Linked DNA regions of Mus musculus: all the other regions are linked to region 4. The links are chromatin contacts, called in public HiChIP or PLAC-seq, capture Hi-C and promoter capture Hi-C maps. All regions are on one chromosome and are shown on one strand. The core of a region is the stretch at or near the end of the contact, and the rest is flanking DNA. Distances in the headings are between cores, read along the strand shown. Region 1 overlaps Myo3b (myosin IIIB). Region 2 holds the start of Myo3b (myosin IIIB). Region 3 overlaps Myo3b (myosin IIIB). Region 4 holds the start of Erich2 (glutamate rich 2). Region 5 overlaps Myo3b (myosin IIIB).

Evidence for each region. Promoter capture Hi-C pulls out the DNA fragments that hold promoters and counts their contacts. HiChIP or PLAC-seq counts read pairs in DNA pulled down with a chosen protein or histone mark. Capture Hi-C pulls out chosen DNA fragments and counts their contacts.
Region 1: a contact with region 4 is called in an H3K4me3 HiChIP or PLAC-seq map of forebrain, with 5 times the contacts expected there. The contact joins the enhancer-like site here to the promoter of Erich2 in region 4. A contact is called at or near these places in 15 of 39 promoter capture datasets (the 3T3-L1 cell line, the HPC-7 cell line, HPC-7-derived erythroid cells and 10 more), 4 of 484 Hi-C or Micro-C datasets (cortical neurons, embryonic stem cells and uterus), 10 of 115 datasets of contacts at active chromatin or transcription factors (embryonic basal ganglia, embryonic forebrain, embryonic hindbrain and 6 more) and 4 of 9 other capture datasets (adipose tissue, embryonic stem cells, liver and 1 more).
Region 2: a capture Hi-C map of embryonic stem cells shows a contact between it and region 4, with 4 times the contacts expected there. The contact joins the promoter of Myo3b here to the promoter of Erich2 in region 4. A contact is called at or near these places in 13 of 39 promoter capture datasets (the 3T3-L1 cell line, 3T3-L1-derived adipocytes, the HPC-7 cell line and 8 more), 1 of 15 datasets of contacts at CTCF or cohesin (large pre-B cells) and 2 of 9 other capture datasets (embryonic stem cells and pancreatic islet).
Region 3: a promoter capture Hi-C map of hippocampal neurons shows a contact between it and region 4, with 2.7 times the contacts expected there. The contact joins the enhancer-like site here to the promoter of Erich2 in region 4. A contact is called at or near these places in 8 of 39 promoter capture datasets (the 3T3-L1 cell line, cranial neural crest, embryonic stem cells and 3 more), 2 of 484 Hi-C or Micro-C datasets (bone marrow-derived macrophages and nephron progenitors), 7 of 115 datasets of contacts at active chromatin or transcription factors (embryonic basal ganglia, embryonic forebrain, embryonic stem cells and 3 more) and 4 of 9 other capture datasets (adipose tissue, embryonic stem cells, liver and 1 more).
Region 5: an H3K4me3 HiChIP or PLAC-seq map of embryonic basal ganglia shows a contact between it and region 4, with 5 times the contacts expected there. The contact joins the enhancer-like site here to the promoter of Erich2 in region 4. A contact is called at or near these places in 14 of 39 promoter capture datasets (the 3T3-L1 cell line, the C10 cell line, HPC-7-derived erythroid cells and 8 more), 7 of 484 Hi-C or Micro-C datasets (the 3T3-L1 cell line, cerebral cortex, cortical neurons and 3 more), 8 of 115 datasets of contacts at active chromatin or transcription factors (embryonic basal ganglia, embryonic forebrain, embryonic hindbrain and 4 more) and 3 of 9 other capture datasets (embryonic stem cells, liver and pancreatic islet).

What each region holds. Positions count from the first base shown.
Region 1 is chr2:70,209,328-70,214,327 of GRCm38.p6, reverse strand. All of the region lies in intron 9 of Myo3b (myosin IIIB), which reads right to left. Among named protein-coding and RNA genes, the nearest start is that of Myo3b, 170 kb to the right of the region's middle. Within about 2 kb of position 3,622, at least 29 of the 459 cell types and tissues checked have an H3K27ac peak or open chromatin away from gene starts, as enhancers often do. A contact at or near this core is called in cortical neurons, forebrain and hippocampal neurons, where this site is marked.
Region 2 is chr2:70,035,259-70,040,900 of GRCm38.p6, reverse strand. It overlaps Myo3b (myosin IIIB), which reads right to left and starts at 1,775. Exons shown (of 35, transcript NM_177376.4): 1 at 1,749-1,775; 2 at 1,561-1,603. The coding sequence starts at 1,755.
Region 3 is chr2:70,165,331-70,170,754 of GRCm38.p6, reverse strand. All of the region lies in intron 8 of Myo3b (myosin IIIB), which reads right to left. Among named protein-coding and RNA genes, the nearest start is that of Myo3b, 130 kb to the right of the region's middle. Within about 2 kb of position 1,929, at least 39 of the 459 cell types and tissues checked have an H3K27ac peak or open chromatin away from gene starts, as enhancers often do. A contact at or near this core is called in embryonic basal ganglia and hippocampal neurons, where this site is marked.
Region 4 is chr2:70,506,609-70,511,971 of GRCm38.p6, reverse strand. Erich2 (glutamate rich 2) reads right to left here and starts at 3,153. Exons shown (of 13, transcript NM_025744.2): 1 at 2,407-3,153; 2 at 2,271-2,316. The coding sequence starts at 2,869. All of the region lies in intron 1 of Gad1os (glutamate decarboxylase 1, opposite strand), which reads left to right.
Region 5 is chr2:70,110,227-70,115,635 of GRCm38.p6, reverse strand. All of the region lies in intron 7 of Myo3b (myosin IIIB), which reads right to left. Among named protein-coding and RNA genes, the nearest start is that of Myo3b, 74 kb to the right of the region's middle. Within about 2 kb of position 1,620, at least 39 of the 459 cell types and tissues checked have an H3K27ac peak or open chromatin away from gene starts, as enhancers often do. A contact at or near this core is called in embryonic basal ganglia, embryonic forebrain, forebrain and 1 more, where this site is marked.

The DNA of each region.
Region 1 (5,000 bases), core at 2,373-4,872, 300 kb after region 4:
ACTTATTATGCCGCACCAGAATTAGATGAAATAAACTAACGCATGAACAATTATGATATTTATCCTCAAGCATTGATAGTAAATTTAATTGGAAAGATGAAAGGACCAGAGAAACAGAAAACCGTGAAAACTGGTGTTTGCTTATGTACCCAGGCAGAAAACAAATAATAGGAAAACAACACTGGACAAGGCTGTGCTTGCCTTGGGAGGTGAACAAGAGGATTACAAGTTCAAGGTCATTTTCAGAATGATATTCACTTCTGGGTCAGCCTGGACTACATGAGAGCCATAAGGATCATGATTTTCTATGTGTGTGTGTGTGTGTGTGTGTGTACATATGCATGTGTATGTTCATGTGTGCACAAGGATGTGAATATGGAGGTCAGAGGTCAACCTTAGGTGCCTTCTTCAGTTGCTCTTTATCTGATTTTTGGAAACAGGTCTCTCTGTGAACCTAGAGCTGACTGGCTAGACAGACTCCAACCTTTCCTATCCTACCACTGGTCCAGCTCTGGATGTTTGCTGTGTATCCATTTTTACACCATTCTGGGGATTCGAACTTGGGTCCTCATGTCTTTCAAGCAGGAACTTCACCAAACACAAACCATCTTCTTAAGCCCCACTTCCTTTTATGTGGGTTTTCTTTTCTTATCCTTCTCTCTCTCTTTCTCTCTCTCTCTCTCTCTCTCTCTCTCTCTCTCTCTCTCTCTCTCTTTCTTAAGTCCATGATACAACCCAAGCCTCCAAGCTGTCAACCCTCCAGCCTCACCTTCCAGAATGCATGGACTACAGGTCTGCACCATGACACCTGGACAAGATTTTTTTTTTATGCTAATCTTTTTTTTCCAATGTGAAGAACCTGAGATCAGCCCATCAGTGATGAGGCCCTGGGCCAACTCCCACAGAAGAACCCTTTATACTCTGTCTTGTTAAAAATGGCAAAGCTATTGTGTGCCATGCAATATGGTCAGGGGGTATATTGTTAGAAACCTCTAGTCAAGGAAGACTTCCTGGAGCTGGCAAGACCTAAGCCAGACTTGAGGGAAGTAGAAAGAGCTAGGTTGATGGAGAGGAGGCAGAAGGCATTTCTAATTGGGGGAAAACAGAGCAATTAGTATAGCATTTGGCACTAGATAAGAAGTGTAGTCAGAACTCTTTCACCTTGCAAGCTGCCGCTTTTGAATGCCTAAGTGTTGAGGCATGCTATGTGAAGTTCCTCACCTACCTAAGGCCTGATCTGATTGCCTTTAATAAAAATCTGACGTCCAATTCGCAGGGCAGGAAGTAGAAGGTGGGACTTCCTGGGAGAGAGAAAGGAACTCTGGGAAGAAAAGGAAGGCCCTTTATCCAGGAGCTATGAGAGGCCTGAAAGGTATAGCTAGCCACAGGGCTAGATGGTCAGGTTAACTTGGGCAAGCTAGTTGAGTGTCTGCCCAGTTAAGGCCTAAGCTTTGAAATATTAAAAGGTCTCTGGGTGGTTATTTGGGGAGCTAGCTGGTTAAGGAGTGACTGCTGCCGTATTTATTTCCAGCATTAATTAATACGTATAGAACATTAATAATCATTTTATGCCTAAGGGCAGTTATTGCCCTTCATCTGTTTACCAACTCTAACCAAGCAATAATCATTATTGTTTTTGAATAATCATTAGTGATTTTGAAGAGTGATGTCCTACTCTTCAAGATCAAGATTTTCAGCTCATCATTTTCAAGCAGACAGTTAGTGAATGAAGACAAAACTGACTAACAGAGTGGGCAGGAACCCCAGACAGCTTCTGTACACTTCTCACAAGCGAGTTCACAAACACGGGAGATTAAGAAAATCGAATATGCTTACTCATTTCAAGATTATTTGTTAAGCCAACGCAGGGCTTAAGCAGGGATGAAATGCATGGATCGCTGACCTGGGACATGGGCACCAGCCAGTGTGTTAGGTAAGTTGGGTAAAGTGCTAGTCATGGCTGGTATTCTGTTAAGGGGGGAGGGGGAGAGACTGAAAGAAGAAAGAGAAATGGCTTCCTGGTAAATAAAGTTTGGGAAACATTAGTGATCTTCTAAAACATGTAAGTTTGGGGTTTCATGATGTGTTTGAATACATTAAAGTTTATTTGTTTTAATATTTATTTGTTTGTTTGTTTGTTTGTTTGTTTTAGGTATGTGAGTACATTCTTGCTCTCTTCAGACACACCAGAAGAGGACATCAGATCCTGTTACAGATGGTTATGAGCCACCATGTGGGTGCAGGGAATTGAACTCAGGACCTTTGGAAGAGCAGTCAGTGCTCTTAACCTCTTAGCCATCTCTCCAGCCCCTAAAGAAGTTGTGTTTTTTTTTGTTGTTTTGTTTTGTTTTGTTTTTAATGAGCATTAAGAATTTTTAAAAATGACTTAATTTTGTTTGAGTCAATGTCTCCAAGCTTACTTGGCCATAGACCCTTTTTTTTTCCTTCTTTTCTTCCCTGTGTCCCTGCTGTCAGTGAACCACACACCACAGATACCATCTTGGAAATTCTGTTGTAAACTCTGATAAGTGCTGTGTTTTTAGAACAAGGTCAGAGATGAGTCCTCCCCATAGAAGACCAAGGCAAGATCCGCAAGTCCCTAACTGTCCCTGTATCTGGGACATTCATAAGCTATTACTTCCATAGAAGACAGTTTCTCAAACTGGGACACTGCTCGGCCCAAGTCAGTTCTTCTCAGAATCCTTTACTTAAGGAAAAAATAAGATTGAGCATGGGCCGACTTTGGGGAAACTAAAAAATCCCAGGTAAAATCTTCCTTCCACTGCTGTGCTTTTTTAATCTCTTAAAAAAAAAAAGTAGGTTTAGATGTGTTTTTTCTGTGGTGAGGGACCCAAAGCAAAGTATAATAAAATTGTATTTATAGCCTGAACAGTGAGAGGCCCCAGATTTACAAGGCCACAGTAGACAGTTTGAATATGATAGGAAAACCCACCAGAAGAAAAATGAAGCGGGCTGCAGCCTTGAAGGAATTCAATTCAGCACCTGATTTGAAATTCTAGTTCTTTCCATCATGTTTTCTCTGCTGAAGATTAATACTCAGAATTCATTTGTGGTCCCACATTAAACGCAGGCTGTTGCTGGTATTTGCAGTAAGCCCAAATAGGCAGAAAGCAAGATGCAAACGATGTTGGGCTGTGACACTGGGAAGCCAGGCATGGGGGTTGGGTGCATGTGCGCGCACGCGCACGCGCGCGTGTGTGTGTGTGTGTGTGTGTGTGTGTGTGTGTGTGTGTGTGTGTGCGCGATGTCCTAAGGATGCAGCTGTCCCTGTCACCTGACATTTCAGGACCAAACTCCCGGATGCCTGAACAGGGAAACCATTTACCAACAATCAAGATATACCCTTGAATAAACCCACTTGATATAGCGCAGCTGAAAAAGCAAGAACTAAAAATACCAATGAGCTTGGGAAAAAAAGAAAAACCAAGAAGAAGGCAATCCTCTCCCACACAGTGGGGCCATGCTACGTCAAAACCCACGATTTTCATCTCCTCTCACGTCTTTGTCTATATTTTGTCTCTCATACTGTCTGCTGCCTTCTTAAGGCTTGCTCCTTAGATTACGTGTCCCCATTGGTACAGGACACCCAACTGCTGTTGATCCGACCAAACATTTCCCTGCCTGGTGACTCACTTTAACTTAACGCCATGAGGCTCCTATCACTGTCACACAGAAGCCTGACTGGCAAGAGGAGAAAATCCTCCTGCGGATATGGTAATTACAGGCTAAGCTGCAGAGCACATGGTGCTCTGACTTGGAAGAAAATTTCCATTCTGGAAAACAAGACTGACAGCAATAGGCATTTTCCCACAGTGACTAATGCTGGGGGAGGGAAGGTTAGGGGTTTGAGGGAGGATATGGCATTGCTTATCGCTTATATGAATTTAGTGAACAGCCCCCTTTCTGTGTGCTAGAGTATTTAGCCACATTACATTGATGTGTTGAGGTTCTACTGTTGAGACCTGGAATTACACGCTAACCTCATGCCTGGAGTGAAGAGGTGAACCAAGTCAATAAGATACATGGCAGCAAACTCAGCCAGGCAACTGTGCAGATTTCAATCTGAGTGGAAGGGTTTGTGTCTGCTAAAGGGTAAAAGCTCTGAGAAGGCAGGAGGGGTGCTTCAAACCGGGGGGGTGGGGGGAGGGGGGTGGGGGGGGGAGTAATCTCCCTCTGAAGCAAATCTGTAATGAGAATAGAGTCTGTACAGCAGTCAGGAGATAGAAAGAGCAAATGCAATGGTTTGCATAAGAATGGCCCCTTGGCTCATATATTAAATGCTTAGTCACCAGGGAGTGGCACTCCCTGAGAAGGATTAGGAGGTGTGGCCTTGTTGAGGAAGTACATTACTGAAGGCGGGCTTTGAGGTTTTAAGAGCCCAAGCCAGGCCCTAAGGCTACCTAAGGATCCAGATGCAGAGCTCCTTGCTGCTTCTCCAGCACCAAGCTTGCCTGCATGCCACCAAGTTCCCCGCTATGATGATGAAGGGTGAACTCCCTGAAACTGTAAGCCAATTAAACGCTTTCTCTTAGAAATGTTGCCTTTGGTCATGGCATCTCTTCTCAGCAATAGAATGCTGACTAAGACAGCACAGCATTGTGGGAAGTTGGCACACGCCTTTGATCCCAGCACTTGGGAGGCAGAGGCAGGCGAATTTCTGAGTTCGAGGCCAGCCTGATCTACAGAGTGATTTTTCAGGACAGCCAGGGCTATACAGAGAAACCCTGTCTTGAAAAACCAAAAAACAAACAAACAAACAAATCTGAGATCCTCAAGCACCATTTGTCTAAGGAAACGCTGCCCCCTCCCCCAATGGGAGACACTATCATAGACAGATAACAGACAGAATCCATCTGGGAGAGGCCTGAGGAGCCATCTGAAAGTGTTAAATGAGGGAGAGCCTGCCTATAGCAGGCCAGCCAACAGCTGGGTGGGGGTGCCAATTACAAGTAAGCAGAAGTGTGTCCAAGAAAAAGCCA
Region 2 (5,642 bases), core at 526-3,025, 470 kb after region 4:
CAGCAGTCAAAATTCCAGCATGACCTGAGGAGGGGGACCTGAGACCCCACTGCTATCAAAAGAGCATTGATGGCAGTTGGTGGGGGCTGAGAGAGGGAAAATCACTCTGGATGGCCACACACCATTAATTGGACTTGGGAGTTATTGATAACAAAAGAAAAAGGGCGTGGCACTGGAAGAGACATGGGGGCTCAGAAGGGAGTAGTGGTAGAGGAATGTGGTAAGCATACATTGTATAAAGGCATGGGATTTTCAAAGAATAAAAAATATTTATTATTATTATTATTAATTAATTAATTTTAAGAAGCTTCCCGACTACGTGGCATGAAGACGCCCTCCCTCATCTTCTTTCTTCTGGGGATGACTGTAGCCAGCATAATGTCATAAGGCCACCCAAAAGCAGATATTATAATAAGAATAAGGAGATCCACAGGTCTCTCCCTTCACTACCCTAACAGCGCTCTCACCATGACCATCTTAAAGATGTGACCCACCCTCCACAAGCCTGTTGTTCCTCGGCCTTGGTGGAACAGGAAGTGGGGAAGGTGGGGATGGGTGCTATATAGCCTATAGCAATCAGAAAGGAGACTTCCATCCTTTCCCTATGCTTGGGATATGTCATGGGACTCATTGCAGGCCAAACATTTTGTGCTACAGAGCAAAACTCTGCATTATCTCATCTGAGCACCCAGAGAAGCGCATGAGCGCCCAAGGTCTAAGCAACAGGAGTCGAGCTCAGCAGAGGTTTGACTGTGGCTCTCTTGAACACGGCCTCTCAGTATCACTCAGGGAGGATGATTGCAAACAGCCTTGAAGAACAGAAACTTGGAAATTTCTGAGTCTGACAGCAGCAGGGCTGAGCCATTACGGAACACACCAGCCCTTGGGAGGCAGAAGCAGAGGGTGGAAGGTTTGAGACCAGCCTGAACTATATAGTAAGTTCCTTGCTAGCCTGAGCCACATAGATCTGTCTCAACGAGATCTGATAGAAAAGGGACTGGGAGGTTAGTGTCAAGAAGAGCACTTGCCTAGCAGTCACAAGACCCTGGGTTCAATCCCCAGTGTTTCATTTTCCCCTATGCATGCGCGCCAACACACACACACACACACACACACACACACACACACACACACACACATGGGCGGTTAGGGGTAAAGAACAAACTGTTTACCCAGAAATCTAGTTAGATGGCAAATGATTTTACAGGCTTAGTACTCACATGGAATTGCATTAAAATTCCTAGCTGTTGCTTAATTTTTTTTTAAACAAGAACGCATCAAATAAAAAGGGGGGGGGCTAAATACACAGGGAGTCATTTTCAATCACATTTAAATCAAATATACTGAACCTCACTAATTTTAACTCTTAATTTTAATAGTTGACATGATTTTGGTCTGCGTGTGTGTGTGTGTGTGTGTGTGTGTGTGTGTGTGTGAAATTTCTTTAGGATAAAAACAAATAAAGCAAAAGCAGAAAGGCTCCCCTGTGCCCTGCACATCTGATGGCTTCAGCCTGGTTCTCCCGAGTGCAGGAAGGAAGAGTTAGCCATTCTTTCTTACCCGGTTTTGTCTCCTGTGTGCTCACCGCTCACCTCCGAGGCTGCTGCAGGGGACAAACAAAAGCAGCATCAGGACAGACACCTGACACCGGAGCCCTTGACTGGTGTCAACCCACTGGGGTCTCCCGGGACACCAGGGTCTGGCATTCGTTTTCATTCCATTCCTGGCCAGAGCAGGAAGTGCCTTACCTGCCATTGTTCAAGCGGCCCAGAGATGGGACTAAACCCAGGGCAGGGAAGCCCTGCTCCCAAGCACGAGGATGAAAAGAGATGAATAATGAATAAGTCGCCAGAACTTGAGGCCGCTGGGAAGCAGGAGGCCTGGTAAAGAGGGAGAGAATGTTAGCGGGTCCTTCCTAAGGGAGCTCAGAGGGAGGAGGCCCAGGCTCTGTGCTGAAGCTGAGGCGCTACAACAAGCACCAACTCTGGATGGGAACCAGGCGTTAGAGTCCCAAAGATCCCAAGGGGCCACTTGTACCTGCTTGACCTGCTATGGATGTTGGGGCATCCATCAATGCCCCTCCCTGTGCTATTGGCTCAGTTCCTGGGAAAGCTTATTTTCAAAAGCATTTACTGTTGTAAGTGCAATTGCTCAACAAACCCTGTGGGTTTGCCCACATATCCTTCACGCAATGGGTATCTATGAAGCCCCTCTCTGTGCTGTCACTGGAACTGAGAAGAAGGGGGTGGGGGAGGCCTGAAATGTCTCCAGACAGAGAGTCCTAGTCATAAGCTAAGCACCTATGTTGGTGGCCTGCTCGTGGCTTAGCAGCCCAGGTTTCTCTTGAGAATACAAACTCACCTCCAGGAATTCATATCCAACATTCATCATTTATGTCCAAAGCCAGAATCCAAGCCAGCTATCTTCATGGCCCTGTCTGTCGTGACTAAGGGCATCCCTGGGTTTCGTTCAGCTTGGGTCTTTCTTGAAATCATATTTCTGAGTTAAGAGTCTATTTGGAAACAGAACTCAGGCAGTGATTCTAACAGAGATATTCATATTCCTTACTAAGCCCTGGGTGTCTGAACAACAAATGGGGAATTCTAAGGCATCCACTGCAAAAGACAGCCTCCGCCTAGCACTGGGTGAACCAAAGACTGGGGGGTTGTTTTACTTATCACAGGGTCCTGTTCTGTAACAAGGGCACTAGGTGCCCCATACTGGCCTTGAATTTGTGGTCAGTCCTCCTGGCTCAGTAATCCCAAGTACTGGGATTACTGGCACAATCCTCTAGACCTTGCTAATTTATTATTATTATTATTATCATCATCATCATTATTATTGTTATTATTATTATTTCTGATATTCTTAAGGTAGGTACCACAGAGCTTTACCTAACCTCTGAGAAGAGCTACAGCCAGCAAGTGCTAGCCCTTTAGGGACCCTTTGAGGCAGGTTCTAGAAGTATAGAGAAAGCTGGAACTTGCAGCCAGTAGTATGGCTGACATTATTTCATTAGCACACTTTGTTAACATATATTATGTTATGATATATGTTATATATTATGGAGCCTATTCATATCCCATGTTGCCATAGTAATCATGACCATAATATTATCCATCTTGATCCTTAGTGGAACCAGTCAACTTCCTCTTCCTATGTCTGTTCCATTTTCCCAGGACCTGAAGTTCCTCTGGTCCCCATCCTCTGGTTGCTGCTCTGTTTCCTGTGTGGTCCGTGTTTCCTCTCTTCCCATCTTTTCTGTAAAGCTCTTCTATCGGGTTCATCCTAAGCCCAAACTAGCGCTCACTGTGCATGGAGAAGAGTCCAGGGAACAGAGGACATCGCCATCACTGTTAATCTTGCCCACCAACTTGGTTAGATTGAGAAGCACCATGTTTTTGTCTATGAGTGGTCTCTGAGTGTTTTTTTTTTTTTAAGATGAATTTACCCTGGATGTGGACAGCGCCATCTGGTGGTCGGGTCCTGGATAGACTAAAAGGAGGGAACCAGCCAGTGGCCGGTCCCCCTCCTTCACAACTACCGTGGTGTGAGCAAGCTCTTGACTCTGCCGCAGTGCTATGCTGTGGTGAACAGAGACCTCTGAGACTGTCAGGCTCTACAAATCCTTCTCAAGTTGCTTCTACCAGGCATGCGGTCACAGCAACAAAAAGTCCAGCATAGCAGTAAGTCAAAACAAACCCAGAAGCAAGCTAGCAACCTGGAATTTGGATCAAAGGCTTCAAATTCTACTTCTAGAGCCCTCATTTTAATTTGAAAAGTAGCAGATTCATCCATCCAGCCATTTGTTAGTAACCTGCATGAATTCCAGGTGACAGCTCAGTCCTTGTGGTTCTGAATCATTTCTGCATGAATCATATTGATGCTATTTTCAAACACCTGTACAAAATCCCAAATTATACCTCTGAAAACAGGAAATATAATTTGCATCGAGAATAGACTGATTTAAACCCAAACACACCTGTGCTCCAGCTGAACCTTGTCCCCTGAGTCATGTTAGGTGAATGCGTTTTCATGGACTTGCAAGATTAATCATTGAAACTTTTTTTTTTAATTTCACTTCTATGAAGCAAAAAGTTTTCTGAACAAATATATTCCAATTTCCACGACAAAGCAAACTGACTATAACATCTAGTCTAGGAACTCAGAGTCACCAAAAAAAAAAAATATTGAGAACTGGTCCCATCTAGAAAAGACTTCAGGCTACAGGGATCATTTAACGCTATACTAAATGGGCCCAGAATTCAGTTTGGAGTTCTTAGGACCATTGCAATCATCATTTCAATTAGTCTCTTCACCTGCCAGTAGTTCCTGCCTGTCTACTTGCCTTCTCTCTTACATATCTGAGAGTTTAGACACTTTTAGAGCTTCCTGTGAAACTAGTGTGCATGACTTCTGGGTGTAGTGGGATAAGATGTAGCTGTCCAGGTGCGTTTCTGACAATGTGCCTGTGGTGAGTGACACAGGCCAACTCTTGTCCCAACCAATGTGGCTTCTTGGATGCTTTACTGTTCTTGCTTTGCTTTTCTTCATCTGGTTTCTGTGATCTGGTGTCTCTCATCATGTTCTACATCAATTAGGCTGGTGGCTTCTCTCTCTCTCTCTCTCTCTCTCTCTCTCTCTCTCTCTCTCTCTCTCTCCCCCTCCTAGAGTTAGTTCTATGTGCTTCACTCCTTCATCAAACATCACTTGAATGCATACAATATCAGTCACTTATGTCAATTAACTTAGGAAAATCTTCCTGGGTAGCAGGAGGCAGAAAAGCCCTAGGACACGGACACGGACACACACACACACACACACACCTCATTCTTACAAAAAAAATTATGGAACATGAGGCCTCTCCCCAGCCCAGAGAAAACCCTGCCCCACAGGCTTAGTTTGGAGTGGACCCATTGTCTTACAAGGGGAGTGCCAGCTGCCAGACCCCACAATCCTCAACCCTGAATAAGCGTCTCAAAAAGCGAGTCTCTCTTCCTCTTCCTTCTCTTCCTGAAGCCCCCATATTTCTCTACACCAGGAGAAACTCCCTTGCACAACATTCAGCACCATCTTGGGGAGTATTATCACTGGGTGAGTGAGATTCCAACCATTTAATTCCTTAAACAGCAGAAATCCCAACTGTTCCCAGGAGCCTGAGCACTGAGTCAGAAAGAGCCCTGCTGCTTCAGTCTTTTCCTGGCCCCTGACATAGAACTGCCAAGACACTGGGTTCCCCAGCAGCAGGGATTTGTACGGACAAAAGTCCTTTCCCAACTTTAATAGACTCCTATCTTCAGACTTTGCTCCCAGGATAGGGTGGGTGGTGTGTAAACAGCTCTTGAGTCTTTCCCACTGGGCCTCTCAGGCTCATCTGACCTAGTTCTACAAGTTCAAGGCAGAGGACAGAGGATAGTATCCAACCATCACATGGTCTGTGTCCTACCCCAGCTATAAATTCTACTGGCAGTATGAGACACCACCTTTGAAAAGTGCCTTTCCCCAGTAGATTTCATATTTACACACACACACACACACACACACACACACACACACACACATATATATATATATATATATATATATATATATATATATATATATACACATACACATACACATACACATAATTAAAAATGAAG
Region 3 (5,424 bases), core at 680-3,179, 340 kb after region 4:
TGCATGTTACCGACTGTTCTAAGCCTCGGTTCCATCTGATGTAAAATGGGATTGTAATGATGCATTCACTACAGAAATCAAATGAACATCAAAGCATGACTCATGAAAAACATTAAACAGAAGGTCAGGCAAGCTGGGGGTGTTCAGTAAGGGGAGTGAGTAACTCTTCCCATTTCTAAAGAGTAGAAGTGAATGGACAGACTTCACCTTCATTACGTCTCTAGGCTATTCCTGACACTGTGTCATAAATGTGTGAGGAATCAGGCTACAACACAAGCAGGCTCCCAGAAATCACAGACTAAATGCTGCTTCTTAGGCCTGATGCTTCCATCTTCAGAAGCCAAAGAAAAGGCAAATTGTGCATGCTATTTTTGGAGTACAAAACAGGAACAGATGAAGACAGCAAGAACTGTCAGATGCATGTAACCTGAAGCGTAAGTTGACAGTTCCCAAAGTTTGAGTAAAGGTCCTCCTGACCTGATCCTAATTCCCTGCAGCTAATGGGTTCTTGCAGAGAGAGAGAGTGTGTCTGGTGTCATAAAGTCCACGTGTATGGGACACCGATGAAGCACAGGACAGGGACAAAGCTGAGTGATGATGGACAACACCATGTCAACAGCATTAATGTGTCTTTTATTGTCATCTAACTCCAGAGAGTCGGTCCCAACCTCAGCAGCAGAGTTCTTGTAAACTCTCCATTCCAGACAGAACTCCTGCGGTGGAACGCTGTCCTTAGGCTTAAGACAGCCATGCCCCTCATAGTCAGAGAAATGTGAATATCCAGAGGAAACCTTCACAAGACTGAACCTGTTGATGGTCCCTCAGAGAGAGAGAGAAAAAGGATTTGGGGATCACCTGACTCTCACCTGAGATTCTGGCCATGCCCACCCTCCTGAGCCTCCTTTCCATCCATAGGTATTTCCATCCCATTGGCTTCAGGTACTAGAGATTGTGGGGTTTAAGGAGGGCACTCTACCTATGAAGCTTTTGGGGGGCCATCACCCTTCACTCAGGCAGGATATTTTGGTGCTGCAGCTGTTAGGGCAGTCACCCAAGCCCGATGAAGTTACTGGATCACAGGCGACATATGGGAATCCTTTCTTTGGCCTCTCATTGGTGTCCTACCTGGAGTGAAGAGATAAGCTTCCCCTCCGAAAAGCTAATGCAACATTCCCCAGCTGTGAGAACTCTCTCAGATCTTAGTCTCCCGTCAGGACCTCTCACATCCCCAAGCTATCGCCAGACATTTAGCTTAAAATACATAGTTCCTTACTTGGATGCTCATGAGTTCCCTAATACTTCATTGGATTGCCTATAGCAGTAGAGGACACTCTTGGCTGGGAGCTGAAGGGGATGAGATTTTGTATGGCCTCTCCTTTCCTAACCATGGTTTGTTGTCCCCAATAAGTCAAAGACCTAATGAGAGGCGATAGGGCACCACACACAAAGGAATGCAGAGCACCGAGGATGCCTAGAGACCAGCTAGAGGATGGCCGAGCCATGGCTCGGTCACAAAGGTGCTCCAGGACAGGGGGTCAGAGGGAAGAGGGCAGTATACAAACTTGCCAAGATGAGCCTTCCCACAGATGTTGGCTCCTCTGGGACTTCCTGACAGCTGCCACTTGAATACATGCAGGAGTTAATGAAACTGAGCCTATTTAACCCCCATCTAAGCAAACAGGAAGGTCAGGTGCTGCTCAAGGTTATGAAGGCTTTCTGGGGAGAGGTGCTTAGCAGAATGTGGTCACACTGCAGAATTCTAAACTGCACACTAAATAAGCATAGCCAAATTCAAACTCTGGGAGGAGCATGGACAGCTATTTTTCTGGAAATGGAGGGAGGAAGCACATTCCCCACCCCCTACTCGGTAGGCTTCTGGTTCCTTAGAACCACCCAGACCCTTGTTCTCTTTCCTGGGCCAATAATGAATGGCAGTAATTACCAGTGTGGGCTCTGCGTGAGTCACGAGGCAGTTCTGGCTTTCTCTCCTTGCAATTCTGAGCCGTGTGTGTGTGTGTGTGTGTGTGTGTGTGTGTGTGTGTGTGTGTGTTACGCACAGCTATTGAAGAGTAGAAAATGGATCACAATTACATTCTGGCTGCCTTTTGAAGACTTGATGGACAGCTGGAGAAAAACCTTCCCGCAGCTGCCAGGATGAGAGGGTAGCCAAGGGGTGGGCATGGAGAGAGGAAAGAAAAGAGATCCTGGAGGGAAAACTATCGAAATGGCGTCAAGTCTAACCCCCCACCACCCGGGAATACTTTTAAAAAGCTGGAGCCGCTCACATTAGAATGGAACCTGGGGTCCAGGCAGCTATGTTGGAGCTTTTCTTTAAGGACATTCTGAGTGCAGAGATGTGGTCAGCGGCTCAGACAACAGACAGCTCACACTCAGAGGGAGACTGGCCCTGAGAACAGGTGCCACTGCAGCTTCAAGTCAAAGGACTCAGCTGCAGTCCTTCCCCTTCCAAACACAGTGGCATTTCCAGGCTGAAGCTAGCAGGTTCCTCAGTGAGTTTAGGGGAGAGGATTTTGAGATTCCTCCCTTCCGTGATTGATGATGGGGGGATCCCCTTGTGTCCTTACTGAGCACTGCAGGAGCACTCCCCAGTCATACTCAGGCTGATACAGGGTCAGCCGCACAACTCACATGCACAGGGAGTCCAGACCCTTGTTTGAGAGGAAGCCGGAACCTAAACTAAATACAGTGTGCTATGACGTCTTACCTGCTCATTCCTGTTTTGAAATGGCTCATCAGAGCAAGAGGACAAAGGCAAAATAGGAACCCGAGATGCCGATGTTCAGTAAGAAATTCACTTTTAGTTGACAAAATACTCTGGAATATCTTGCTTCCTGTCACCCAAAATGAGACAGAACAAAACAAGCAAACACTCTACAATTTTGAAAAGCAAGGATGGCGGTTATTAACAATAGAGGAAGGAAAATGGTAACATAGTTACTACTCTTATCTAAGACAAATACCATCTCTGTGTATAACTCTGGAACGTTTGTAGGTATGGTTGGAAAAATCCTCACACTGTATAAATCACCCAAGAGGTGTAGGTGCAGCCAGAACTCAAGCAATTACAGGTCAGAGTGCTCCCCCAAGTTGCTGGCAGTTGTGGTTTTCCTGCCACAGGGAACAACCATCTAACCAGACCTTAAGCCTTGCAGGAAAGGGTTAATGAGGGCTTTCATCAAGTGCCCATGTAAACCAGTCAGAAAAGTCTCTCTTATCCTAGCTCTTGCAAAAATTAACATTTTGAATCCTCCCAAACATCCTTGCAATCAGGGTTTGCTGCAGTGACATTCGCCCACTGATTTAGCTTAGATCACAATGAAAGCACTTCCTTATTAATCACCAAACGTCAATACTTCCATCAATGGGGTTGGAACATTTTCCTCGGCTTAAGACAGTGTTTATCACAATTGCTGAATGGTTTTTTTCTCAGTAATGTGCTAAACATATAGAGTAGAACTTTAGTGAAATCCAGGGTCTGAATTAAATATTAGTGCTCCACCCTTGAAAAGAAACAAACCATCTATGGGGTTCCAGTTGGACAAGACAAAGAAGGATCTCTGTCACATGTTATCTTTCTACTACTGTCCCATGGAACTAGTATAAGAATTCTTACTGCTGTGACAAAAACAAACAAACAAAACCAAAAAACAACAAAAAAGAACCCAAAAACACGTGCCAGAAACAAGCGGAAGGAAGGAAGGAAGGAAGGGAGGGAGGGAGGGAGGGAGGGAGTGAGGGAGGGAGGGAGGGAGGAAGGCTGGTTGGTTTTAGTTCATGATGTCAAAGAATTCCATCCACGATCTCTTCAGTCAGTGTATTTGGCAGGAGATTGCAGTAAGAACATGAAGGAGCTACTCCCTTCTTGGCAGAGAAGAAGCAGAGAGCAAACTGCTTCCAGTGATCTACATCCACCAGGTATACCCACCTCCAAAAGCTTCCAGAACCTCCCCAGATACTACCATGGCTCAGGAGCAAGTATTTAAGATGAATACATGGGGGGGGATTTAATATGCAAAACATGAGACTATCTCAGAGATATTTAAGAGGAAGGGATTCATGGGAAAACACAGCAAACCTGAAGACCTTTGTCTATGAATAAAACAAATAACACAAATGTGGTGGAAAGGACAGAGATGGAATAAGATACTGTTGGTTACAAAAAAGAAACTTCCAAGTACCAAATCAGTATTAGAAAATAAGGACAGATAGTCCCAATCCTGATTCTAAACTTCTACGTTAGGAAGCAATACCCGTGAAACCTGTGTGGTGTTGCCATAGGAACCGACATCCAGATCAGTGGGACAGGACTGAGTCTAGGAACAATCCCAGCTATGTAGGTCTGATTGGTTTTCAACAGGAGTGCCAAGATAAGTCAATTGAAAAAGAATAGCTCTCTCTTCAAGTTGCAGGGAAAACTGAACACACACACAAAGGATAAAGTTGTGCCCATTCCTACACTATATATAACATTAATTCAAAATTGATCATCATCTATAAAGCTCTTAGAAAAACGGCAGGAGGGTAAATTTGAACGACTTTGGATTTGATGATAGATTCTTAGGTGTGACACCAAACTACAAACGATAAAAGGAAAAACTAACTGGACACCACCAAAAGTAGAGTTCTGTTTTGCTTGTTTTGTTCTGTTGTATCTGAAGGATGCTGCGAAGAAAGTAACTAGACAACCCACAGCATGGGATACAGCATTGGCATATTTATAAATCATATCTAATAAAGGTTCAGTGTTCTGAATATCTTACAGCTCAGCAGAAGACAAAAGTTAGGAATGAGCAGAGGGGGCTGGGCATGGGGCTTCCTGAGGACAGGTTAAGCACTAGGGAAACAGAGGTGCACGGTCCTGCAACCTGAGGCCGGCTTCATTACATGACAAGTTCAAAGTGCTGCATAGTGAAATCCTGTCTCCCCCCAAAACAAAACAAAACAAAACAAACAAAGAAACAGAAAAGGAAAAAAGAAAAAGAAAAAAAGCCATTTCTGTAAAGAAGACATCCAAATGGCCAAGCAGTACATTAAAAAGATAGATAGATAGATAGATAGATAGATCCAACAACATCATTAGCTAGTAAAGAAATGCAAATCAAAACCATGGTGAGGTACCAATTCCCACCATGGCGTGGTTGAAATTTTTCTTAAAAATAGAAAACAGCAACTTTTGCAGAGGAACGGAAGCTTTTACACGTTGCTGGTGGGAATGTGGCACGGCACAGTGATAGTGAGAACCAGTTTGGTGATTCCTCAAAAGTTCCTCAGAACTATCCAGCTCAGAACTATCCAGCTCAGAACTATCCAGCTCAGAACTATCCAGCTCAGAACTATCCAGCTCAGAACCATCCAGCTCAGAACTATCCAGCTCAGAACTATCCAGCAGCTCCCCCCCACCCC
Region 4 (5,363 bases), core at 1,904-4,403:
CAGACTGTGTTTACTGGTTCAGATAGACTATGAATAGACAAATGGTCTTTGAGAGTATCAAAGACCCACAAAATATGACATCTAAAAAATTATTAAAAAATCTTTTGACTATGAGACAAATTTGCTGCTAACCTACATAGAAAGTCGCTTCCATTGTGGCAGGCTAGCCACTGGACCAAAAAAAAAAAAATCAACTACTAAACTCTGCCAAGACAGAGTAAGCTAGTCCTTCATAATTCCTGCTCCACTTAAAGTCTGTCAAATATTCTGGGCCAGAAGGCTAAAGACAGCTGCTCCAACATTATAAAAAATATTGGAGACTGTCCCAGTGATAAGCTATCTCTGTCATTTCTATAATTTTTAAAAACTGTATTCGTGCACTTCCTACCTACTCAAATAATATTTATTCCTTCTCAAATTTCTGATGGAATTAAATAAATAACTATTATCTCACAACTAAACTTATTTAAAATAAAAAAAATGTTCTAGGATGCTTTTAAAATGATAATACAGGTTAAAAAATAAATAATTAATATGCAAAATTCTAACTCACCAAAATAGATAAATGATAAAAAATACTTTATCTAAATTGCCAAATATAATAGACTGGATGTTATAAATATATATCAAACCTTATAATTTTCATAATTATAATTATATTCAATTTATATTTTTTAAAGCCTTTTTAATTAGGCAAAAAAATTGTTGAGGTTTGGTCTGTTGGTATGTACTGTAATGCTAAGTGTGGGTCTCCAAGACTTGGTTGTCCCAGAGACAAAAAAAAAAAAAGCCTGCAAATAAACCCAAGTGACACCATATGACCTTGTCCCCAAGTTATTTCTGATTGGTGACTAAAGATGCCCACAGCCTGTAGCTGGGCAGAAGAGATATAGGTGGTGTTTGAAGTTCCCAGTCTGGGGCTTGGGGGGAGACCGTGAAGAGAGGGAGAAGAAGTGGGGAAGGAGGAGGAAGACACCATGGGTTAAGAGTCAAAATAAACATGGCCCTGAGAGCTGGCCAATTAGAGTTAAGAGTAGCCCAGATAAAAACCCAGTAAATAATAACTTGGGGTTATTGATAGAAATAATTTTTTAATAACATAGAGGGGAGATATCTGCCTAGCTCTAGTGCTGACTAAGGCTTATTATAAATATAAAGGCTGGGTATGTGTTTTGTCTGAAAACTAAATGGTTAAAGGTGGGACAAAAACCACAGGTTAAAATGTAAAATTTCTACAACACATCACTTATACCCATAAATACTTAAAATATAAACAGTGTTTTTCCTCCTTGACAGGACGATAGCTTGTTGGAGGCAGCCTGTGTTCAAACTTCAACAGATCATGTAATTTTGAGTCAACCAATCACTTACCCTGTGACTCCTGCACAGATGAGCATACATAACAAGAGAACTTAACTGGGATAGGAGTAAACTCCTCAGCTCCTCCTGATGCTGTCAGTACCCATCGCTCGGCCTTGTAAGGAGAGTCCTGAACCGTGTGCTTGGCAGTTCTAATAGAACTTGGGACTGCTTGGACACGGAAGCAGGGAGCACAGCTTCACTGCAGGGCAGGAGCGAGAGACCGGAATGGTGGAGAGGGTGCAGTGGGAATCCCTAGTGTTGGAATTTAGCTCTGGAAACTCAACAGAGATCATTTCTACCGATGTTGTTTTCTGGAGACCAAAACAAACCCCCAAACCCTAGTAACATACATACATACACACATACATACATACATACATACATACGGATTCGGGAGCCATTGACTTTAGTTTTTAGGAGAATGAAGCAAAGTATTTAAAGCATTTTCTTCATATCTCTTTGTAAAAAGCAAAGATCTTGGGATAAGAACAAACAGACTCAGCAAGTCACCTACAGTACCGGTGTCACCGTGCTACTTATCAATTAAATGCTTTTGGGTGTGATGCAGAGTAGTGCAAGGAGTCAAAAGTCAAAATCTTGATTTTTGGATATTCCAAGTCGTCCAGATTGGATTTAGGGGCAGTTCGTAGTGCGAACCTTTCTCCTGGGAGATCCAGGGGGGGCAAAGTTCACAGAGCCAAAGAAGTTATAGGTAGAGAGCATGCCTGGGGGGGGGGGGGGTGTGCTCATCCTCATAAACCATTAAGTTGTTTGAAAAAGTAAAAGAATAGCGAACAACGGGGCGGAGCTGGAAGTACTAGGATAGGACATGACGGTTTTCATTTTGGCGGTAGGGTGAGATACCCCTAAACAGGCAGACTTTCCCTCCTCTCAGCAGAGCATCCTACCTTCTCGGGCAGTATTTCGACAGCCGTGCGGTTCCACAGGACCAACCTGGAGTGGTAGATACATTTTTAGGATTAAGTGTTGTCGGAGGTGCGGGCTGGGACCCGCCACTCCCAGGGGTGTGGGTAAATTACTCACAGTCACCACACTGCTGCTTACCCTCTGGCCGCCCTGCCAAGTTGTTTCCTCGAAGGGCAGACCAGGAAGGCCAGCCCCGCTCCGCACTCGCGGTGGGTTCCGAGTTGCGAGCCTGGGACGCCGCGTTGCCATGGAGACCGGACGGGCTGCGGGAGGAGCCCCGGGAACCACCCGAGCTGCCCAGCGACTGGACAGCCCGACGCAGCGGAGGGGCGAGCGGGGCGGAGCGCGGCGGGCCCGGGGCGGGGCGCAGAGCGCGGGGCGGGAGCGGAGCGGGAACTGTTCCAGCTGCTGGAACCACGCGAAGGGCGGAGCGGGCGGCGCGGGTGGCCCAGCGTCCGGAGGAACTGGGCGTCGCGCTGCGGGGCAAGTTAGGGGCGCACACCCTGGGGCAGGCTTGACCACGTATCCTGGTTACTTTGAGAAAGGCCGGAGACAGGGTGACTGGAAGGTCGGTGTCCATACCTGATCCTGACTCTAGGTGGCGGAGGGAAAAGGGCGAGGTGGCCTCATTGGGGTTACAACTTGTGGAAGAAAAGATGCCTTGAGTTGGGAGGGCTGGGTGCCTCTGGATCTGAATGAACAAAAATCCCCTGCACCTGAGATCGCCCCGAGAAGATTATGGGTTTCCTGGGGACCTCGACATCAGTTCTCCTAGGGATCCGGTTCAGGTGTTTAGAACCAGACTCGCCTTTCCCACCCAGCCCGGGCCAAGTCTGGGTTTCCTTTTGTGCCCGGGCTGCTACTGAAGCACCTCAGCCCTTTAGAGGTCTTATGCTTCACTGCTTCGGTCACAAAAGAGGGTGGGAGAGCGCCCTGTTAGAAAATTTCAATGTTCTCTCAAGCTTATCTTCTAGGGGGGAAATGGGTAACTTCTCTCCTTGGACACAGAGAACTTGTTGCTAGGCAACGAGTTTTGAAGGGGACCCGTCTGTTGGAATCAAAACTGCATTCGAATTTCACCTAGTGGCCAGAATATAAGAGATATAATCACCTTCTTAAGGGCCCTCTGGGGACATGCAATTTATCTGATGGCTAAAATATGTACGTTTTAATGTATAGAAAAACGGATTCAATTTTGACATTATTATAAAAATAGAACCAGCGAAATCATTCTGAACCAAGAATACAGAAAGTTTCCGTTGTTTTTAAATCCTCTGATTCATTCTTCCAGGCACTCTCTAAATCTCTTTGAGTCATGGATGATAGGAAAGCATTGAGGGGGAAATTCTAGAATGAAAGTTTAAGGAACTCAATGAAATCATTGACAACTGCAGGCCATGTCTGGTGAGGGCCCAGCAAGCCCCGACTTCTGCTATTGCAGGGAAGGGAAAATTGTACATGTCAGGAGTCTTGAGTTTTACCCAAGATCTTTCTCCATAAAGGCAAAGGGAAAGTGTATTTCTTTATTATGTTTTAAAACCTCAGTTTTGTTAAATTTGCTTGGCATTGCTCAGTAGAGAATGGCGCCTTTGTTGCACACATTGTCCCTCTGTAAGGAAGTGTAAGCATCAAGCTGACCTGATTAGACTATCTCTTTCTTCCCCCTACATAGAAAAGGATGAGCCCAAACCAGTTTACAAACTGCAGGGTTTTCAGGGTGTGTCTATGGTTCCTATTTCTCACAACACGGAGAGAGAAACTCTTTACAGACTAAATGACATCTGACAAGTGACTCTGGTAATAGCTTCCATTCTGATGTATTATGCGTTTAAAGAAAATAGCCAACTTTCAGGTAACAGTAAGAATCAAGGCCATTCCAGCAGAGTACCTGGCCCAATGCTTATTCAACTCCACAATGGTCGTTATATTTCACTTTGATGAAAAAGCATTACATTTCGTCTTCATTTACATAACATCAGAAATAATTCACCCATCTCTATAACCTATATGCAGAAGTTGGTTTTTGACACAATGCTCAAATATAAAGCAAAGTTAAGCTCTGGCTTATGCATTTAGACACTGAATAAGTTTATCTAAAGCATCTCCCTAGTGAGGAGTTGTTCTAAAGAAGCCAAAAGGAGCCAGGAGGTCGTGGCACATGCCTTTAGTCCCAGCACTCGGGAGGCAGAGGATTTCTGAGTTTGAGCCCAGGCCGGTCTGTCTCGAAAAACAAAACAAAGAAGTGAAAGGAAATGCTCCTGGAAACGCTACAGCTACAGCTACATCCCTCCGTAGCAGCTACTTATGGTGCTTCGGGTTTTAGCCCATCCTTGGGATTGGATCCCTGACTTTGTATACCTTAGGCGAGCAGTCTCCTACGGAGCGACAATCCGAGCCCCATCTCGATTTTTAATGGGTAATTATTTTTTATTATAGATCTGAATGTTAGCAGAGCACGATACAAAAACATGTTTAAATAACATTTAGTGTTTTCTGAGTATAAAACTAATATAGGGATTGGAATGTAGGTTAGTGGCAAAGTACTTGCCTAGCACACTACAGCCCTGGGCTTAATGCTGAGCAATGAAAAAACAAGCAAGCTCTTTTACAAATGAAAACCCAGGGTTACCGATACACTCTCACGATGGACAATTTACAACATACCAAAAACCACAACCATAAAAATGTAAACTACCCAGGATTCTGCTGCCCAGTAAGAACCTCTGTGATCAGTTCTATTCTTTACGTCTAGCCCTCTTTTGTGCACATATTAACTTTTACTTCCGGCACATGTTTACTTACTGACATTTGTATTTGATGGTCTCTGTTGTTGGCACTCTTGGTTTTTGTTGTTTAACATTTTCTCTTGAATGTTTCCCAATGTCTTTAGTGTTCAAAATATCTTAATGGCAAATAGGTGATATATATTACAACTCACTTAATTTGCTCAGACAGCCCCTGCTTTGGAAATTTCTAACTTTTCTTCTGCCAATTCACTGTTTCTGAGCATCTTTGTTGGGAGCTGAGAATAAGGCTGCGTTCTGGGCATGAGATGCAAGAGTTAAACAGTAACT
Region 5 (5,409 bases), core at 371-2,870, 390 kb after region 4:
GCCCTGGTCCAGCTGTAGCCCTGGCCCGGCTGCAGATTTCTTTGCTTAATCCCTGGAGCCCAGAGAATGAGAGAACTGACTTCAAAGCTGTCCTCTGATAGCCACGTGTGCACTGTGACATATGCACCCTTACACACAGCAGCAGCAACAACAACAACAACAACAATGATGGTGATATGAAACTATTTTAAAGTGCCCCCAAGCTGACGTCTCTTTGGATAACTGTTGCATTCATAAGTTATACTATAGTACCATGACTTGATGGATGAATTCTTTTAGAAAGTTGGTGTCTCTATTGCTCATTTTAGGTTGACATCAAGACGGGTACTTCTTAATGAAAATATTAACCAAACATAAACATTTTATTGAGAGCAGCAGTGCTCACAATTAAACTATTTCTTTTTCTTTTTGAGGACTTATTTCTTTTTATATGCATTGGTGTTTTGCCTGCCTACACGTATGTCTGTATGGGGATGTCACAGGAGTTACGGACAGTTGTGAGCTGCCGTGTGGGTGCTGGGGATTGCACCCTGGTCCTCCGGAGGAGCAGCCAGTGCTTTTATTACAACCCATCTCTCCAATCCCAACAATTTCTGTAGACTTAAGGAGGAGGACTTTAGGGACTGGGGTGGCTCCGATAATAAAGGACTTGCTGTGGAAGCATGAGAACCTGAGTTCAAATCTCAGCACCCGGCACATGAAGCTAGCAAGGTAGCATTTGTCTGTAACCTTAAAACTAGGAGAGTAGAAATAGGTACGTCCTTGGATCCCACCAGCCAGCCAGCCTATCCAAATTGATGTACACAACTTCAAGCTCTGACTTCCACATGTACGCAAATACATATGCACACACACACAGGCACACACGCACATGTGCACACACATGTGCACACACATGAATACATACAAATATATGTGATGATGCTGAAGAGTTTGGAGCTACATATCTCAGCTCCAATCCTCACTGTCCAAGGACAAAGAATGGTTACTGGCTGTGACGTATTTATCTCACCAGCAAGAAACATTAGGGCAGAAACAGCCACGCCATCCTTGGTGGGTCCCCAGGATCCTAAATCAAATAACGCTCATCAAAAGCACTCAGTGCCTCATGTGCAGCACGAAGCACTTGTTTGGGAACCAAGCTCACAAGCAGGAACTTAGGGAAAATAAATGGTAATAATGGCAAAAAAAAAAAAAAATTTACAGAACTGTAATGTTTTGTGGCTTTTTCAACCCTTCAACAAAAAATATCTCATTTCTCATTTCTATTCCTGGCGAGGCCAAAGGAAATGGCATTGCCGTATCATTTAGCTAGGAATGGCATAATTAATGAAGTCAAGAGTGGTTGCAAAAAGCTTGCGCTATTTCTGCATTGGTGTAAGATGGTTGTTATGGCAACCGTTCCTGTCAAGGACCCTGGGCAGGGCAGAGAGCATCGTCACAGCACATCTGTTTCTCCACTCTGCTGATTAGCTCTTGTTTGCAACAACAAGCAGATGGAAGTAAAAAGGGGGGAATTTTTTTTTCAGAAAAGAAGCAAATGTTTATTTTATTCAGGAGTCTGTTTTCTAATACAGAAACAGGGTGTTAGCTGCCTGGGGGGGGGGGGGATGCTGAGTACACCAGGTCTGGCTACACGGGATGCTTCTCAGTGGCTGAAACTGCAACATGAAGTCAGGCTGTACATTGCAGGTAGCAGTTTTTTTAAATGATGCCTCTCAAACTCCCATTTCAGAGCATCCTTCTGCCATACTTTTGTGTCTTGTTGGATGAGCAGGATAAACATGTTGTTTACCAGGAGCGCATCTCCCACACACAGCATCCCTTATGAACACCCTTGAAACCAAGCAAGCATGAGAATTATTTCCATCTATAAAATGGGGTTTGCACTCTCATACTGCCTGGGAACACAAATGGCTTCAGCACTTAGTAGATAAGCAGTCTGGGACACAGCATCTCCAAGCTTAACTTTGCTTAGTAGTGAGATGGGAAATAATCTCCATCATTGAGAATGAACAAAAGTGCATAATAAAAAGGCACCTATCAGAGTCAGGGTGTGGGAGCCAGTCCCAGTGAGTGAAGGCTTCCTTCCTGCTGGACGCATGCTTAGCAAGCTCCATATCCCAGAAATTCAACACTTAGCTGGCGTGTGGCAGCGGCCATAGAAGGAAGAGCTGCCTGTGCTGGCCTGAAGCTCTCTCCCTCCTCACCAAGGCTTTGCCCCTGTAGTTGGTTAAGAGACTGGGGATGTACCAGGCAGAGGCATGGTGTCTCCATAGCTGAGGAAAACTCAAGAGAATGGAGATATGTTAATATTTAATAGCTGCACACACCAGCTAAGTATATGGTGTCACTTCAGCACAGTCTACAGATAAAAACTCAATAAAAACTGATGTCATTTCTAAACACACACATACATATGCACACACACATGCACACATGCACAATGCATACATGAACACTTTCACATACACACACACATATGATATCTGTGGTCTCCTGATTTTTGCCTATATGTGAGACTTTTTTTTTTAGTATTAAACACGAACAACTATCTATTGTCTCTTTCCACTGCCTCCTTTTAATTCTGTTCAGTTTTTCCCAAGATGTGATGGCAACTCTGGTAGATTGTCAGCTACCCTCACCCATTACTAACACAAAGTAGGCTCTGCCTCTTTCTCCTACCCACAGGAAATTGTCAGGTGTTTGTTGGGTATAAATATGTGCTAAATGATACTAATGTAGATACTAGCATGAATTATACTGAAGTCTTTTAGTTCACTGAATCACAAAAGATAGATTCCAGCCATATACCCGCTCATATACCTATCCCATGTCCCTGGGCACTTGGCCAGACCAGGTATTGGGTTCTTCATAACACTCACAGTCGTACTAACAAGCATCTCACAGATGAGTCTGTGTGTTTATAAAATAACATATACAAACACTCTATACAAATGTAAGGTGCTGCCATTATATGAATATTACTGATAGAGAAACCAACCATCTGGAGGCAGTATAGGAGAAAAGAAACAATGAGAAGTTGTTTGTGTTCAACACACACAAAGGTACCTTAGCTAAAATCACAGACCAGACACGAGACAGGCACTCATGTGGTATGTGAGTGTGAGTGTGTGTTTGTGTGTGTGTTCACACACGTGTATGTCTGTGTGCATGTGTGTGTATGTGTCTATTCATGTGTGTCTGCACCCATGCATGTGAGTGCACATGTGTGTGTACAGTCACTCTGAACAAGCACCTGTGACATACAAGGCTTGAAGGAGAGGGGGACCCAAGCAGTTACCTGAGAGCCTTAGAACCATTGACACTGTGACCAAACCCCAGACTAAGAGAGGGCCCATTTCTGCGGTGCTGAGTTAAGTTAAGCTCCATGCCACTAGCAAACTTTCACAGATGTGCACATCTGACTCCAGGATTGGTGCAATGGAGTCAAGGAAGGCTTCTATGGAATCTTACCACACACGGTGCTTTTTCCAGGGGCTGTTGAAGTGCTGGAGTGACTCCTGCCTCTCAGCTCATCACAGGCACTGTGCCTATACATCCACCACCAAGGAAGTCCCTGGACAATAAAGTCATATAGCTCGTAGCAATCACAGCCAGGGAGACTTTGAAAACTGGAGTTTCAGGGCTGGGAGTGGAGCCCAGTGGTAGAGCATTTGCCTGCGTCCCAACCTCAATCTTCAGAATAAGAGAAAAAAAAAAAGATCTTGGACTTTGGTGACTCTATTGAGGGGCAGAATCATGAACTCTGGAATCTCCAACCCCTGGTCTTATCATATGAAAATAGTTTTCTATTGTCTAGATTATTTTTCTCATGGCAATCTAAAACATATTTTCTATGTAGGGACTCTCCTCCTCTTTTTCCTCCTCCATCTCTTCCTCCTCCATCTCCTCCTCCTCTTCCTCCTCCTCTTCCTCTTCCTCCTCCTTCTCTTCCTTCTCCTCCATCTCCTCCTCCTCCATCTCCTCCTCTTTCTTCTCCTCCTCCTCCACCTCCTCCTCCTCTTCCTCCTCCTCCGTCTCCTCCTCCTCCTCTTTCTTCTTCTCTTCAGCAATTTGCTCCCCAGCAGTATGTATCAGAGTATTCGCACCGTTAGCATCCTGCCTCACACACATTGCTCAGTTGACAGTGCTTTACCAGTATTTTTCTTTGTCAGCAGTGCCTACACCAGGCACCGAGGGGAAAAGGCTAGAGATGTTGATTATAGCTTCTCACAGCCCAAGTGAATTGTGAGTCTTGACATCTTGTCAACATTTGATTGTGATATGGTCACATTCTGTTAACTACCTGGTTCGTAGGATAGCCCACTTGAATTAAAATATCACACTTACATTGGTGTCATCAAAATAGAAGGAAATAATGGTTTAATTTCTCAGAAATAAAATAAGATCAAGGGTATTTTTGTGGTCTTTTAAAAATAAAGTATAGGCCATCTGCAAGTTTGATTCCACTAGCCTTGTTAGGGCAGGCACTGTTGCTGTATTTAATCTAAATCCACTTATTCACACAAACTGAAGGGAAAGCATATACAATCAATATTGCATTTAGGCTTCACATGCAGACAATGCTAATTTGAACCATTACTGATTGTACTTTTCAAAGACTGCATAAACGCTTGCCTCACTGATCTCACAAATAGGACGTTGTTCCTGTGGGTGTATATGCAGGGCCACAGAGCTGAGTGAAGCTTGGCTGGGGAAAGCGATACTCTATTTCAGTAATAAGGTATGAGGATGATGGGGGAGAAGTACAGAGGGTCAGAAAACCAAATAGAGGTGTGTAGCAGTGGGGGGACAGGGAACTGGGGGTAGCTACTAGGAAGTCCCAGATGCTAGGAAAGCAAGAGGCTCCCAGGACCCAACGGGGATGGCATTAGCTGAAATGCCCAACAAAGGAGAGAGCGAACCTGTAGAGACCATATCCAGAGGTTAGGCACAGCCCCCATTTGAGAAATGGGGTCACCTACTCATCTCAAAAATATTAGCCCAGAATTGCTCCTGTCTAAAAGAAATACAGGGACAAAGAGAAGCAGTTTGCTGGGATTAGAACAGGAGTACCTCCTTCCACATTATGCCACTCAACGAGCTGCACATCTTTGGTTAGCGTCCCTTTCAGGACACATCACTTGAAATCTAAGGAGGTATTTGCCAATCCAATAGCTTTGGTGCCTTCCTTGAGGTGCAGTCCATTCATCTGATCCCTCTGGCTTCCTCACCAAATGTTCATTCATCCAGCAAATATGCATTGAGCGCCTACTCTGGGCCAGCACTGAATGGAGAGTTTCAGGGTTCAAGTCCCCACCAAAGTTTCAAGTCCTGGGAGTCCAGACCCTCCCATACTGTGCAGAGATGACTTGTGGGCTAAGCGCAGGCTGGGTGTGAAGGCTG